Linked DNA regions of Mus musculus: region 1 is linked to region 2. The links are chromatin contacts, called in public promoter capture Hi-C maps. All regions are on one chromosome and are shown on one strand. The core of a region is the stretch at or near the end of the contact, and the rest is flanking DNA. Distances in the headings are between cores, read along the strand shown.

Region 1 (6,732 bases), core at 3,982-6,481, 2.0 Mb after region 2:
GAGAATTGGACTAAGAATTCTTTATCAATGAATACATCTTATTTACTTTCAAAGTCACTGTGATGGTTTGTGGTTTGTATATTCTCAGACCAGGGAGTGGCACCATGTGGAGGTGTGGCCTGGTTGGAATAGGTGTGTCACTGTGGGTGTGGGCTTAAGACTCTCATCCTAGTAGCCTGGAAGTCAGTCTTCCACTAGCAGCCTTTGGATGAAGACATAGAACTCACAGCTCCTCCTGCACCATGCCTGCCTGGATGCTGCCATGCTCCCACCTTGATGATAATGGACTGAACCTCTGAGCCTGTAAGCCAGCTCAATTAAATGTTGTTTTTTATAAGACTTGCCATGGTCATAGGGTCTGTTCACAGCAGTAAAACCCTAACTAATACAGAAGTTGGTACTGGGAGTGGGCTATTGCTGTGATAGGCCTGACCATGCTTTTATTTGAAAGTGGATTTTGGGACTTTGGATTTGGAAAGCAGTGGAATGCTTTAAATGGGGCTTAATGGGTCATCCTAGTAGGAATATGGAAGACTTAGTTGCTGGGAGTAATTTGAACTGTGTTGACCTGGCCCAAGAGATTTCAAAGGAGAAGAATTTCAGAATGTGGCATAAAGACTGTTTTTGTGGTATTTTGGTGAAGGTGGCTACTTTTTGCCCTTGTTTGAAAAGTCTGCCTGAGGCTAAGGTGAAGAGACTCAGATTAATTGCATTGACAAAGGAAGTTTCAAAAAAGCTCAGCAGAGACTTTGTTCTCTGGTTAAGTCTTATGAAGAGAAGTTTAAATAAGCATAGCAAGCTTAGAAAGGAAAAAATATAAAATATATGGTTTGAGTATTAAAGGGGTACCAGGAAGTGAAATGGTGCAAAATCCTGTGTTCTAGGAAATAACAGATTAAGGGAGTGGGACCTTGGGACAAGATCCTACCCAGCTAAATTTAGATCCAGGCATGGTGGTACACACCTTTAATCCCAGGAGACAGGCATGCTGATATCTGCATTCAAGGCCAATCTACAGAGCAAGACCCAGGATATCCAAGCTTAGGCAGTGAAGGATTTGGAAAACAGAAAGCCAGTGACAATGTAATAGTACAAGCAGGTCATGTTCTAATTCCTGCAAGCAGCAGAACTTGCAGCTTCAGCCATGTGGCTCTGGCTCTAGGAACTGCTGGGACAATTGATGCTGGTTAGCTGGAGCTAAGAAATTAGCAGTGATTATGAAGAGACCAGCATCACTGATGTGAAATCTTCTGGGAAGTATTTTCTGGGAGCACAAAGAAGCTGTGTTCCAGAGATAGCCAAGGTTGTACCTCGCGCTGCAGCTGGACTTGATAATATGTAAGAATCACCCAGGTGGTACTGGTTTTGAAGGCATGAAGGGATCATGAAGAACAGCTGAATCTTGGCACTGTGAGAGGTCATGGAAGGCCACTGGAGAAGGTATAGCCTCAGCTGTAGTTGATGGCCCAGGACTGAAGTGGTCATGCAAAGGATTTGAGGCTTGGTACCCTGAAGAGAGCCTATGAGAGGCTATTGGTGAAGCCTAGTTGGAGTGGAACACCCCACTATATTGTAGATGTCAGTACCATGGGATGATCACCAAGAACAGCAGCCGTAGTGGAGTGGATCAACCTGAGCATAGAGTGCTACAGAGGACAGAGATGGAGAAGTGATGCCAGCCCTTAGGAGGAGTCCAAAAGATCAAGTGGACTCCCAGTCACTGAAACAAGAAGCTGTAACATTGAAATTGCCTTGGAGACTCAAAGATGTTAAAGATGCCAGAGCCATGGGATACATGCTGAGGAAAGCTGCTAACAGGGAGTTGAACCAGCCCAGGATAAAGCAGTTTGTTACAGTCAACAAATATGAAAAAGGAGTGGAGATCTGAAGACTGCTTTGACATCATCCATGGAGATGCAGAGTTTGGAGTTTGCCCAGCTGATTTCCTGTCTTGCTTTGGGGATTACAGTTAATTAGTTGGATGAATCTCAGAAGAGACCTTGAACTTTGGACTTTAACATTGTTGAGACTGCTATATGCTATGAGGACTTTGAAAGTTGGACTAAATGCATTTTGCATTATGCTATGTTTAAGTACGGCCCCCATAGACTCATGTTTTTGAACAAGTCTATGAGGGCCAGGGAATGGAATGTGATGGTTTGTATATTCTCGGACCAAGGAGTGGCACCATCCGGGAGTGTGGCCTGGTTGGAGTAGGTGTGTCACTGTGGGTGTGGGCTTAAGACCCTCATCCTAGTTGCCTGGAAGTCAGTCTTCCACTAGCAGCCTTTGGATGAAGACATAGAACTCTCAGCTCCTCCTGCACCATGCCTGCCTGGATGCTGCCATGTTCCCACCTTGATGATAATGGACTGAACCTCTGAGCCTGTAAGCTAGCCCAATTAAATTTTTTTTTATAAGACTTGCCATGGTCATGGTGTCTGTTCACAGCAGTAAAACCCTAACTAATACAGTCACTATCAGCACATCTTCATCAATTTGGTCCAATTCTCATTAAAAAGAGACTGGAACCTAAAACAACTGACTTCTCATTCAGTACTGGCTTCCCCATTATTATCCATGTAAGAGTAAGATGGAGTAAGAGGGGCTTTTGCAGATAAAACAAAATTCAAACTCCAATGTATCTCAGTCATCAAACAAGAAGTTAAAAAGTCTCCACAGCTAAATATAGTACCGTTCTCTTACAACCTGGAGGACAGAAGAGCTGCACAGAGATGGGCTTTGGCTATTTTTCGGGTAGTTTTCTTTGTCGGTTTGACCGAAACTAGAGTCCTCTGAGAAAAGGAAAGGATACTTCAGTTGAGAAAAGGCCTCCATCCGAGGAGCCTGAGGGCAAATCTGGGCGTTGGGGGTTGGGGGGAACTGAGATAACATTTTCTTAATCAATGACAGATATGGAAGAGCCCTCTGTGATGCCACCTCTGGGCTGATGGTCCTGGGTTGTATAAGAAAGCAGGCTGAGCAAGCTATGGAAAGCAAGCCACTAAGCAGCATCCTCCACCACGGTCTCTCAGTGCCTGCCTTGGCTTCCCTCAAGGATGGATGGAGATGTATAAGCCGAAGAAACCCACTGTGGTAGTTTGTATATGCTTGGCCCAGGGAGTAGCACTATTAGAATGTGTGGCCCTGTTGGAGTAGGTGTGTCACTGTGCGCATGGGCTTTAAGAGTCTTATCCTAGCTGCATGGAAGCCAGTATTCTGCTAGCAGCCTTCAGATGAAGATGTAGAACTCTCAGCTCCTCCTGCACCATGCCTGCCTGGATGCTGCCATTTTCCTGCCTTGACTTACTGGACTGAACCTCTGAACCTGTAAGCCAGGCCCAATTAAATGTCCTTATAAGAGTTGCTTTTGGTTATGGTTTTTATCACAGCAACAGAAAGCAAACTAGGTCAATCATAATAAATTCCTCAAAGACAGCAGAACAAATGTTAAACACACAAGTGTGTTTATCTCAGTGAAGATAACATCTTCCAGCAAACTTGGAAAAGCAGTGCGGGGGGTGGGGAGGGGGAGGAGAGAAACCATCAAAAAATTATGCATGGATCCTGGAATGCAAAATGGGTTTAGAAGGATGGATGAAAAGAAACGAAAACTAAAATAAAAAACAAACAGACAAGGGAGGGTGGCAGGAGACAACTAAAACTCAGACAACAAAAAGATGATATTCTCTATGTAAAAACATACCTATTTCATTTCATAAAATCCAGCCCTTAAAATCCAGTTTCTGACCTTGCTTTACAGGGACACTGTATATCTTTAAAAGTTGAAAAGTCTCTATTTAGATAATTTATTAACAGCTATATTAGTAGCTTGCTTCAGCTGCTCCCACAGGGGCTAAACTATTGCCAAAAACCACTCCAAATTTGACAGATCCAAGCTAAATGAGAGCCACGTTTCACATCTCAGTTTAAAGTAAGGAGCACACCTGTTTCTACAAGGACGCTTGCACTCCCTTATCTAGGTCTTTTCTAAAAACAAAATAAAAAGCCCACATCTTAGATGTAGAGGATGTCTGTCAGTTTTGTGGAACCAGTAGCAAGTTGCATACATACATACATGTACTACCTCAGGAAGTATCTGTTTCAGATCCTCAAAAGCATCCATCAAAAGCAGAAAAGATTAGATCTAAAGCAATGCATATGGGTGGTTACGTTGCCTTAGGTATGCTATCCCTCTAAAGCGCTCTCCCTCCCATTCTTAGTACAGCTCTCTGAAATTACTGACTAATACCCAGAAGCCATTTGAAACAATGTGTTCTTCTATCAGTCTTTCCCTCACCATGTCTTAATCAGGAATCAAAAGACTCCCGTCTTCGCGCATCTGTCTCTATTCCTCTAAAATGACAGGAAAGCAAAATAAACAATCTGGACACTACGGTCTGACTGTTCATCTGTAATCCAAGTGCCAAGCTGCACTTTGGCCCAGTAAGGTAATGACATGTCAATCTACTAAAGATTAGAAAGTACACGGAATCAAAGCCATCAGCCTCAATTCTCTTTACCTCTCTGAATTATCTATGGAATCTATGGCTTCAGAAAACTAGAACATGTTGCATACTGCACTGCTGACAAACGTCCTGAAAGTGATCATCAATGGGTATCGTGAGCATGTTTTCATCCACCCGGTCTAGACCGGAAAGCGACCTCTCAAATCCCTAGGTACTACATATTAATTGCTGCATATTAATATTTGGTCTTGACCTTCGGCAGGGAGCAAGAGAAGACTCACAGGGCACAAGCCAGTTCAGCACTTAGGACAGAATCACCCCGATCCTATTCTCCAGGGCCAATTTTAAACCTAAGCAACAACTGCAAACTTCCTCCCTCTTCCATTCCACTCGCTTTTATTTTTATTTTTCCCTTTCCTCCGGACGTCCCCCGCAAAGATTACATCTCTGATTTCTAAGTCGCCGCGTCAGACTGGGACGCTTCGGAGCAGATGCTAAGGGGACAGGCAGAATGGCCCGGAAAGGGCTGCCCAAAACCGGGAGGTAAGAGTCCTTCCCGAACCGGGGACAGCGCCCCACGGTGACCCCCCGATCGACGTCCTGCCCCGCCCCGCCCCACAGCCACCGTCACCTGTCCTCTAGCAGGGGCGCGGCGACACGGTTATGTCCTCCACCACAGCCGCGGCCCCGGAGACGTTCATGACCGACTCTAGGTTCTCCGGTGTCTGGGTCCGCTTCTGCCACCGTCGCCGCCGTCGCCGCCGTCCCCGCCTTCCGCACCGACAGCCGCCGCCACGTCCGCAAACCTGCGGTGCGTCATCGCGTAGAGTAGGCGGAGGTGCGAGGGCGCGGGCGGAGGCGGGGAACCCAGAACCCCGCGGCCAACCGCAGGCCCACGCCAGCACGCAGGCGCGCCGATGCGGCCGGGGCGGGGCCTGATTTCAGCCCCGCCTCTAGCCCCGCCCGTCCGGGGGCCGCCGGGCCGTGTTGGACTCCTGCAGTCTGTGAATCTAAACCCAACGGGTCCTCCTGGCTAAGAAACGTACTGAGCGGAGGGCATGCTTGAGGAAGAGCCAATGGAGAGCCGCTGTGCATTTCTTAATGCTCTGTATCTGGCACTTTCTTCTCGGTGGGGCAGAAGAAAGCAAAAACACTGGGCCGTGCTTTACCATATCGAACGAGCCCTAGAGCAGCAAACAAGACAGGCAGAGTGCCTTGGGTCTGTAGGTCAGCAGAGTGAGCCACCTAGCCAAGCTAAGCTCACAGTGCCCTGGAGCTGCACTTTGATGGGACAAAGTTGTCAACAACTTGTAACTAACCTACTTGGATTTGAAAATTAACAGGACGCCATTGGTGTTGCACTATCTATGGCAGTGAAATAAATACCTCTCTTCTGACTTTTTTTTTTTTTTTTTTTTTTTTTTTTAGAAATTTGCCGAAGTGGTAAATACAGTGTTTGTATTTATGCGAATGATGTATGACATTTTAAAGGTGCACCTGGTGTTTTGTGCTGACGACCGACAATGCACTTGACTAAATGCTTACCCATTTAGGTCAACATTGCCTAAAGACGTACCACACTTTTCTTTACAGTCCGAATACTTAGTAATTATAAAGCCTTTGGAACGCTGTTCCAATTTCCAAAGGGTTTTTTGTTTGATTGTTTGTTTGTTTGTTTGTTTGTTCTGTTGGTTCCTTGGTCGGTTGGTTTTCTGAGAAGTGCCTCTGCAAGGACTGGGATTTTACTTACATTGCAATAAGCGCCTTTTACTTGAAAGGACAAGGCACTGTGCTGAACAATGCTACAAAGAACTCCAGGCAAAGACAACCGGGGAAAAAAAAGTTTGCCCAAGTTATTCTTTGAGCTCTTGCCCCTGTGACACCGCTGTCTGTAACCATTTATCACGGAGACATTTTCTCATCAGGAGACAAAGGATATATTCCGTTCTTGATGTGTAGGGCCTCGGCTGTTCAGGCCTCATGAATGTTAATGGAATGCAACCGTCTTTTTGCAAGTAGGTTACTTTTCTTATTTTAATGTCAATAGGCCATGGAATCCTTGGGAGAGTCTGAGGGAGAACGAATTCCAAGCATTTCTTCAGGACTACTACCTGTTTGCTTTGAAGAAACATCCTACACGAGATCTGCAAAGCTTTTGAATGATTGTTTGTATCTAACTAAAATCGAGTATTTGTTTACCAAAAGGGCACACTATGTGTATATTTTATTATTAGACTATACAAAAGAAGCAGTTAGCCACGAA
Region 2 (6,466 bases), core at 2,094-4,593:
GTCTCAGTCTTGCATTGGAGGTCGGGCTGCACCTGCCAAGCACATCAGCACTGTCCCCATCTCCGTGCAATCCTATCATGACTCTTCCCACTGTACTGCCACCAACCTCCTACCCATTCCTCATTCCAAACCCAGCTTCCAGAGAGCACAGCTGTGCCTTTTAACTGAGTTTCCTCATACCTGGGAAAGAACAGATTCCTTAGAATTTCATGAGCTAATGTAGATTTTGAATCCATTAATCAAAAGGTCACTATTTGCTTTCTTAACAATATAATTATTTCCATCTGGCACTAGCTAAATAACTGAACAGTGCTTCTAGGACCAACATCAAAAGTGCCAGTAGCATTTCCGAAATAGGACTCTCAGCTCAGCTTTCCACTGGGACATGCCCTGAGGTTGGCTGGATCATTTGTTATTTGGAGGCTCCTGTCTATTAGATTCATACTCCAGTTCCTGTTATTTTTACAGTATTAAAGTGGAGAGCCAGTTTTTATTAGCATAGGCAGTTATAAATTGAGTATAAGGATTAGAATAAATAGGATGAAGTAATAGAACAAAAGAGTCGGAAAACATCTAGTGAAGTCATTGTAAAAACTTGGAGCTTTTCTTGTAGATAAAATACTTATAAATGGAGCACATTTCGTAGAAAAGTGACTTGGAAAGCCTGGTAGTATCACTAATATATTCTGAGCAAGACCTATACAGGCTAAATCACTGTTATTCATTTATGGGCAAGCTTAAAAATTTCTAGCTTGATACTTTTAAGAATCAAGATAGATAGATATCTATATCTGCAAAGGTTCCAAAACTTTTAACAAATCACAGTTGATAAAATTACATTTCCATGATGTCATTTTATACAAACAGTAGGACTAAGGTTTCATTCAGTTACTTTCATCACGAATGGATGCTCCAAGAGTCAGAAAGATCACTGAAGACTTCATTGGGGAAAGGTGTAGAGAGAGAACGTTGAAGAAAAGGAATAATGACAGTGCAGATTACAAAGAACATGATGATAGACACAGAGGCAGACAGACAGACTTTGGGTGGGAGAGAAGGAAAGCATGAATGACAATGTTGTAGTGTTGTCAAAAACAGGCAAGGCCAAGATAACGAGGCCACAAAGCACTGTTACATGTGTCAGTCAGCTTCTTGTCCTGTTAGCTTTGTACTTTAAGATCTAACATACAGCTTTATCACAAGCCACTGTGACCTTCACTATGGGCAGTGGCTCAGTCTGATCTCTAACTCACAGCAACTAAGCGGAGGCTGTCAGCCATAGCCTACTCTGTCCTCTGGCCCAAGATGGCCTTCTCTGAGGAGTTTCCAGGCATTAGGTTTCTCATTCTTATCGGCTTCAGTTGCTTGTTTTCATCACAATAGCTTCAGTTGTCCATGGAAATGTTCGGCAACCTGACTTTTAAGCTTGACATTTCAATTTTTATAGCTTATGAAATCTTAGTGATTTTTATTAGTCTATTGGTGAAATCTACAAATGTTTATTTGCACAATCATTTCTTCCATAGACTTTACCAGATAATCATGAAAATATTTTTTCTTCTGTTCACAAAGAGGAAACTAAATCAATCTTTCTTTACTATCAAAAAATTAATCTTAATATTTTAATTGAATGTATTTCTCAGCAATAAAACCTACCATTTGTGGAGCAATTATCTTTGTCAAGAGTTTATCCATGCATACTTGCATCCTTGCATGGATACACACACACACACACACACACACACACACACACACACACACACACACACTATATAGTAGTGTCATAGTAGATACGTGGAGATCTACTATGATTGCCATTCCATGGATGCCAATGGTTTAGGAAAAAAAATCCCAAGATAGTTACTATAGAAGCAAGCTTATGTACTGTGTGTGAACTACACTGCTTACTTCCAAGGATTTAGTAAGGTATTTGTCTTAGAACTGTGCTGCTGCCAGATTGTCTCTTAATAAAGATTTCCTAGGGACAGGGAACACAGCTCATAGGTAGAGTGTATCCCTAGTATATGCAAGAACCTACCTGGGTTGAGTCTTTCAACAAGCACACAAAAACATGAAAATCATATCTATGTAACTTTTGACCAGTTTGCCTGATAATTTTTTTCCACCAAGGGCAATATCTATAATAAAATGTATGTTCTAACATGTAATCTTATCTATACTATTTCCTCATTGATACTCCAGTGACCACTGGATAGAGAGGACAGCCCCTTCTCTGGCAGCTAGGTAGTATCTCTCTGGCTGAAAGGAAGGGACAGAAAGATCGTATTTCTTTTAGCTCCTGAGGCTGAGAGGGAGTGTGGTCTAAGACACGTAGGCTGACTTGGGGGCATCCACGTGCAGAGCTATTGCGATTAGTAAGATGCTCCTCGTAAGAATCCCAATTCTCAGTTACTGAGAAAAACACGTTTTAATTATTTATTTTGTGAGAATCTACACTTTTGAGATTAAGCCAACTGCTCAGTTCTTTGTTTCTGATCGCCTGGACAGGTGAGGGGTGGGAAGACGTGGGTGTGGAAGAGAAAGTATATACTTTTTTTTTTTGAAAGTATATACTTTTATGAACAAACGAATAATGGACTCTGCACAGTGCTGTGGGTCTTGCGGAAAACTTGCATGCATCTTAAGGATTCCTTTCCTATCCACAGCTACGTGAGCTGCTTCTTTCCCCCATTTTAACACAGACACAAGGAATGCTGTTTTAATTTATAGGCCGGGTGATAGGAAATGTAAAGGAATCCAGTGTAAGACTTCTCAATTTTCTTTAACAGCTATGAGGAAGACAGGGGGAAAAAATAAAATCTTAAGTGAAAATTTCCCAAAGTTGCAAGGAAAAGGGGACTATTTCAGAAGAGCTTCAAGAACCACAGACTTGGGCTTTCACATCTTGTCAGAAAATCTGCACTGTTGGTAAAACCTGGGGACCTGACTCAGCAGAGAAATGCCACCCACAGTCTCCGACTGTCTCTGCAGTTGTGAACTCTCTGTTTTCTCTGGAGGCTTACCACAGCACACTCAATACCCATGTCTCTCAGATGGAAAACTGGATGTTGTGGAAACGGAAATAAAATCATGTTGTATAATATTTAAAGGCATTTCTCGTAGCCATGCTTGGAGTTCTGCATGGACTTTAACATCAGTTCTCTGTTGGACAAATAACACTAACTAACCACTTAACAGTTTCACAATGCTCAAACTTGCCGTCACCATGGCTTTGAATAACATCTCGCTTCTTTTTAAAGATCACAGTTGAAAGATGAGAGGAAACAGCACCATTAAAAGAGGAAGTAAAATTGCAGTTCAAAGCCTGTTTCCATGAGGTAATGTGCATTATTGACCAATCATCAAAGAGGCCCCATCTATACTGAAATGAAGCATGAGGTGACAGCAGGTGGCAGGGGGCAGTCAGAAACCTCTTACCAGCCCTTGTGCATTAGTTATTGCTGAGGCCAAAGGGTTAGAGAAAGATCAATGAAGGTTTGTTGATCTGACACAGGAACCTGTGCTTAGGGAAATGGAAGCTGTGCATCTGAGTTCATCTGCTGGGACTGCAGGTTTCATCCCTTTATGAAAGCCACAGCAGCGGATAGTGGCAGCAGCAAGCCACCCCTTTCCCCTCACCTCCCTCTCCCCCCTCTCTCCTTAGATCTCTGTCTCTTGTGCATGTGTGGATCTCTAGCAGGAAGTTAAAACTTTTGAAATAATTTTCTGAATTATTTCTGTGTAGATGTATTTCCACACAGCTATTATTGCCTTTTTTTCCCCTCTAAAAGGAAACACTTCAATTTAGAAATTAGAACCCCAGGAAAGTCAGGTTTTCTTTCCCCCACATTAGTTTGCTTGCAAACTGAATGGTGGATTCTAATGACACACAGATTTCGCCCTCTAATCAGAACCTACCAATTTATTATCATACAATTTATTACTATTTTCTCTAATATAAGTAGAATTTCTCCTATTCACAGAAACTCGCTTATGGAAGGTGTTGAACTGTTTTTCTGGATTTTGATGACTTGTTTTCTGGTTGCTAACAACTAGTGCCTTGGTCTGGGAGCCAGTGGTCAAATGTAGACTTCAGAACGACTTGTTTGCTGCACCTCCAATCAGAGAAAGTTTCCTTCCCCATCACGGTTCATCCACACTGTCCTTACAGAGCAAACTAGGTGTGGCTCAGAGTAAACATCAGTGGTTTAGAAATGCTATTTCCCCCAGTGGCAATATACATTGTGGGTGTGTGACTGGAATATTTAAAACACCTGCTGTCCTGGAACTGAGCCAAATGTATAATACATTAGCAAATGCTTGGCTCCCTTCCAGCAGCATGGATCATACTGCCATCAAAATACTGAGGGAGTTGGCACAGAGACACTTAAAAGTTTCACTAGAAGCAATTTAGGACACGCATGTGTTTTTATCGTTAACAGGATCACCACACTAAACACCTCTGACTGGTTAGTATTATAATGAAATTAATTATTTTGAGTCAGAAAGGAAGCAGCAGCAGAGGAGAAGAACTCTTTGTTAGATTTCTGATTACCTTCTCAGGCTTTTAAAGTTCAGTGTCTTCACACTCCACCCCTCTCACACACAAGGCTTTTTCTCAGAGGCACACAGTTAAGAAGGCAAACTACACATTGAATTATAACCCTAACAAAGTTTGCTAATAGAAACTGGGATAGGTACCCTGTTAGATGGAGTCCTTATTTCTTTTCAACATTATTTTTGATGTTTCTTAATAGGATTAGTTTTCCATTTGTGCATATTTTCTCAGTATAAAAAAATCAGTAGACTGTCAGAAGAACTTCATTAAATACCATTTATCCCTCTATCATGTAAAGTACTTCACAAAATGACTTCACTCCTTATGCTGAGTACTCATTTCTCTCAGGTCCTTAAACACAGTAGGGCAGGCACACTCTGACCCTTAGCTTATAAAACGATTTTTAAGTTGTAAAAACAAAATTTACTGCAGAGTTCAGTACTTATAAGGGGTGTGGGGGTTATGTGTGAGTGTGTGTGTGTGTGTGTTCAATGTTTTAAAACTTGCCTAACAGGGAGCAGCAAGAAAAGAAATGGTGTGGCATGCCTGAAGATCACACACCCTACTTGTGCTAATGGCCATGTATATTACTTGTTGATGTTCACAGTAAGACCAAACACGAGGTTACAATTTAAAAAGCTGAATTTTAGTGGAGTTTTGAAACATGCCCAAGGTTGCAGTTTATACAAGTATGGAAACGTGGTTTGTGAGTCTCCAGGTTGTACCTGCCTCTTGTACCACGTTAGCCAGTGCAGTAGTGAGAAAGCTGGGCTTTCAGGCGTCCAACTTTCTATAGTATATAGAAAGCTTAAGGGTCTACATTTTTGATACTTTATGTGTACAGAGGCCTGTTCTGTTTGTATAGTTATTAAAATTGCATATTCTTAGGAAACTTCAAGTTCTTCAATTTTATGTACAGATTCTTATATTGCTTTAAATATGTGACCTCAGTTTCTATAAATTTTTAGTATACTGTATATAATAAATATTACCCAGAGAATTGCGTGTGCATACAATAGGTATAAATTGAAATCACATGCATTTAAAAATGACTTACATACAATCACAGATATTTACACGGTCACTGAAACAGCTTGCAATGCACAAACATGCACTCTCACACACACACACAAGAAAAGCTTTTGGGTTTTCTAAAAACATACACGTACACTATTTGTACAAATTAAAATAGGTTAGCACTTTAAAATTTTCTACTCTTTATATTTTGAGATAGCTAATTTTACTCAAAACTTTCCCAGGTTTTCTTTCCTGCTATTCTCCAGCTTGAGTCCATCGTTTCTTTTTCATCGCATATGTTATGTGATGTTTTTATCACATATAATTCCACACTGAGCAGTTAGTGTTTCTTGGGTCTGGCTCTTCTCTCTTAACTACCTCCCTGCCCTTTTCCTACCCCTCCCTGTATGTTCATGTAGTGTCATTATTAACATGCTGGTAGTTTTTAGCTTTGCCCCCTTCTCATGTCGCTCTGAATCAGCTCATCTTTTGAACGATCTCCCTTACAGCCTTTGAAGCTCCTTTCAGAATTTTACTGTTTTGAACCTACAATAATAATACATAATACTTTTAGGGTTGAATATTCTGCTTCCTACTAGTATTAGTCTGTCCCATATACCACCATCATTATGATCTTCATTATAAATTTTACTATGGGCCAGACATCTGTTCCAAGTCTTCAAAATGTTCTTACTTGTCACAGCAGTTATATACTCGTTATTATTACTAATCCTGTTTGCAAAGTTGACCTTGAGACACAGAACCTAAACAATCTCAGGGACAAAGTGTCAGTCATACAGCAGAGAGAAGCAGACAACTCAGGTACTTTCAGAGCTGCTGCTCTCTGACATACGCTATGCTGCCCTCGTTAGACACCCCACACACCGTCTC

The links. Promoter capture Hi-C pulls out the DNA fragments that hold promoters and counts their contacts.
Region 1: a contact with region 2 is called in a promoter capture Hi-C map of pre-B cells, with 4 times the contacts expected there. The contact joins the promoter of Lysmd3 here to the enhancer-like site in region 2. A contact is called at or near these places in 4 of 39 promoter capture datasets (cranial neural crest, hippocampal neurons, maxillary cranial neural crest and 1 more), 1 of 484 Hi-C or Micro-C datasets (B cells) and 1 of 115 datasets of contacts at active chromatin or transcription factors (astrocytes).

The regions. Positions count from the first base shown.
Region 1 is chr13:81,656,305-81,663,036 of GRCm38.p6, reverse strand. It overlaps Lysmd3 (LysM, putative peptidoglycan-binding, domain containing 3), which reads right to left and starts at 5,231. Exons shown (of 3, transcript NM_030257.1): 1 at 5,101-5,231.
Region 2 is chr13:83,606,203-83,612,668 of GRCm38.p6, reverse strand. The region is part of intron 3 of Mef2c (myocyte enhancer factor 2C); the gene reads right to left. It overlaps Gm52043 (a long non-coding RNA gene), which reads left to right. Exons shown (of 3, transcript XR_003950628.1): 1 at 1-6,466. Among named protein-coding and RNA genes, the nearest start is that of Gm52043, 16 kb to the left of the region's middle. Within about 2 kb of position 3,343, at least 111 of the 459 cell types and tissues checked have an H3K27ac peak or open chromatin away from gene starts, as enhancers often do. A contact at or near this core is called in B cells and pre-B cells, where this site is marked.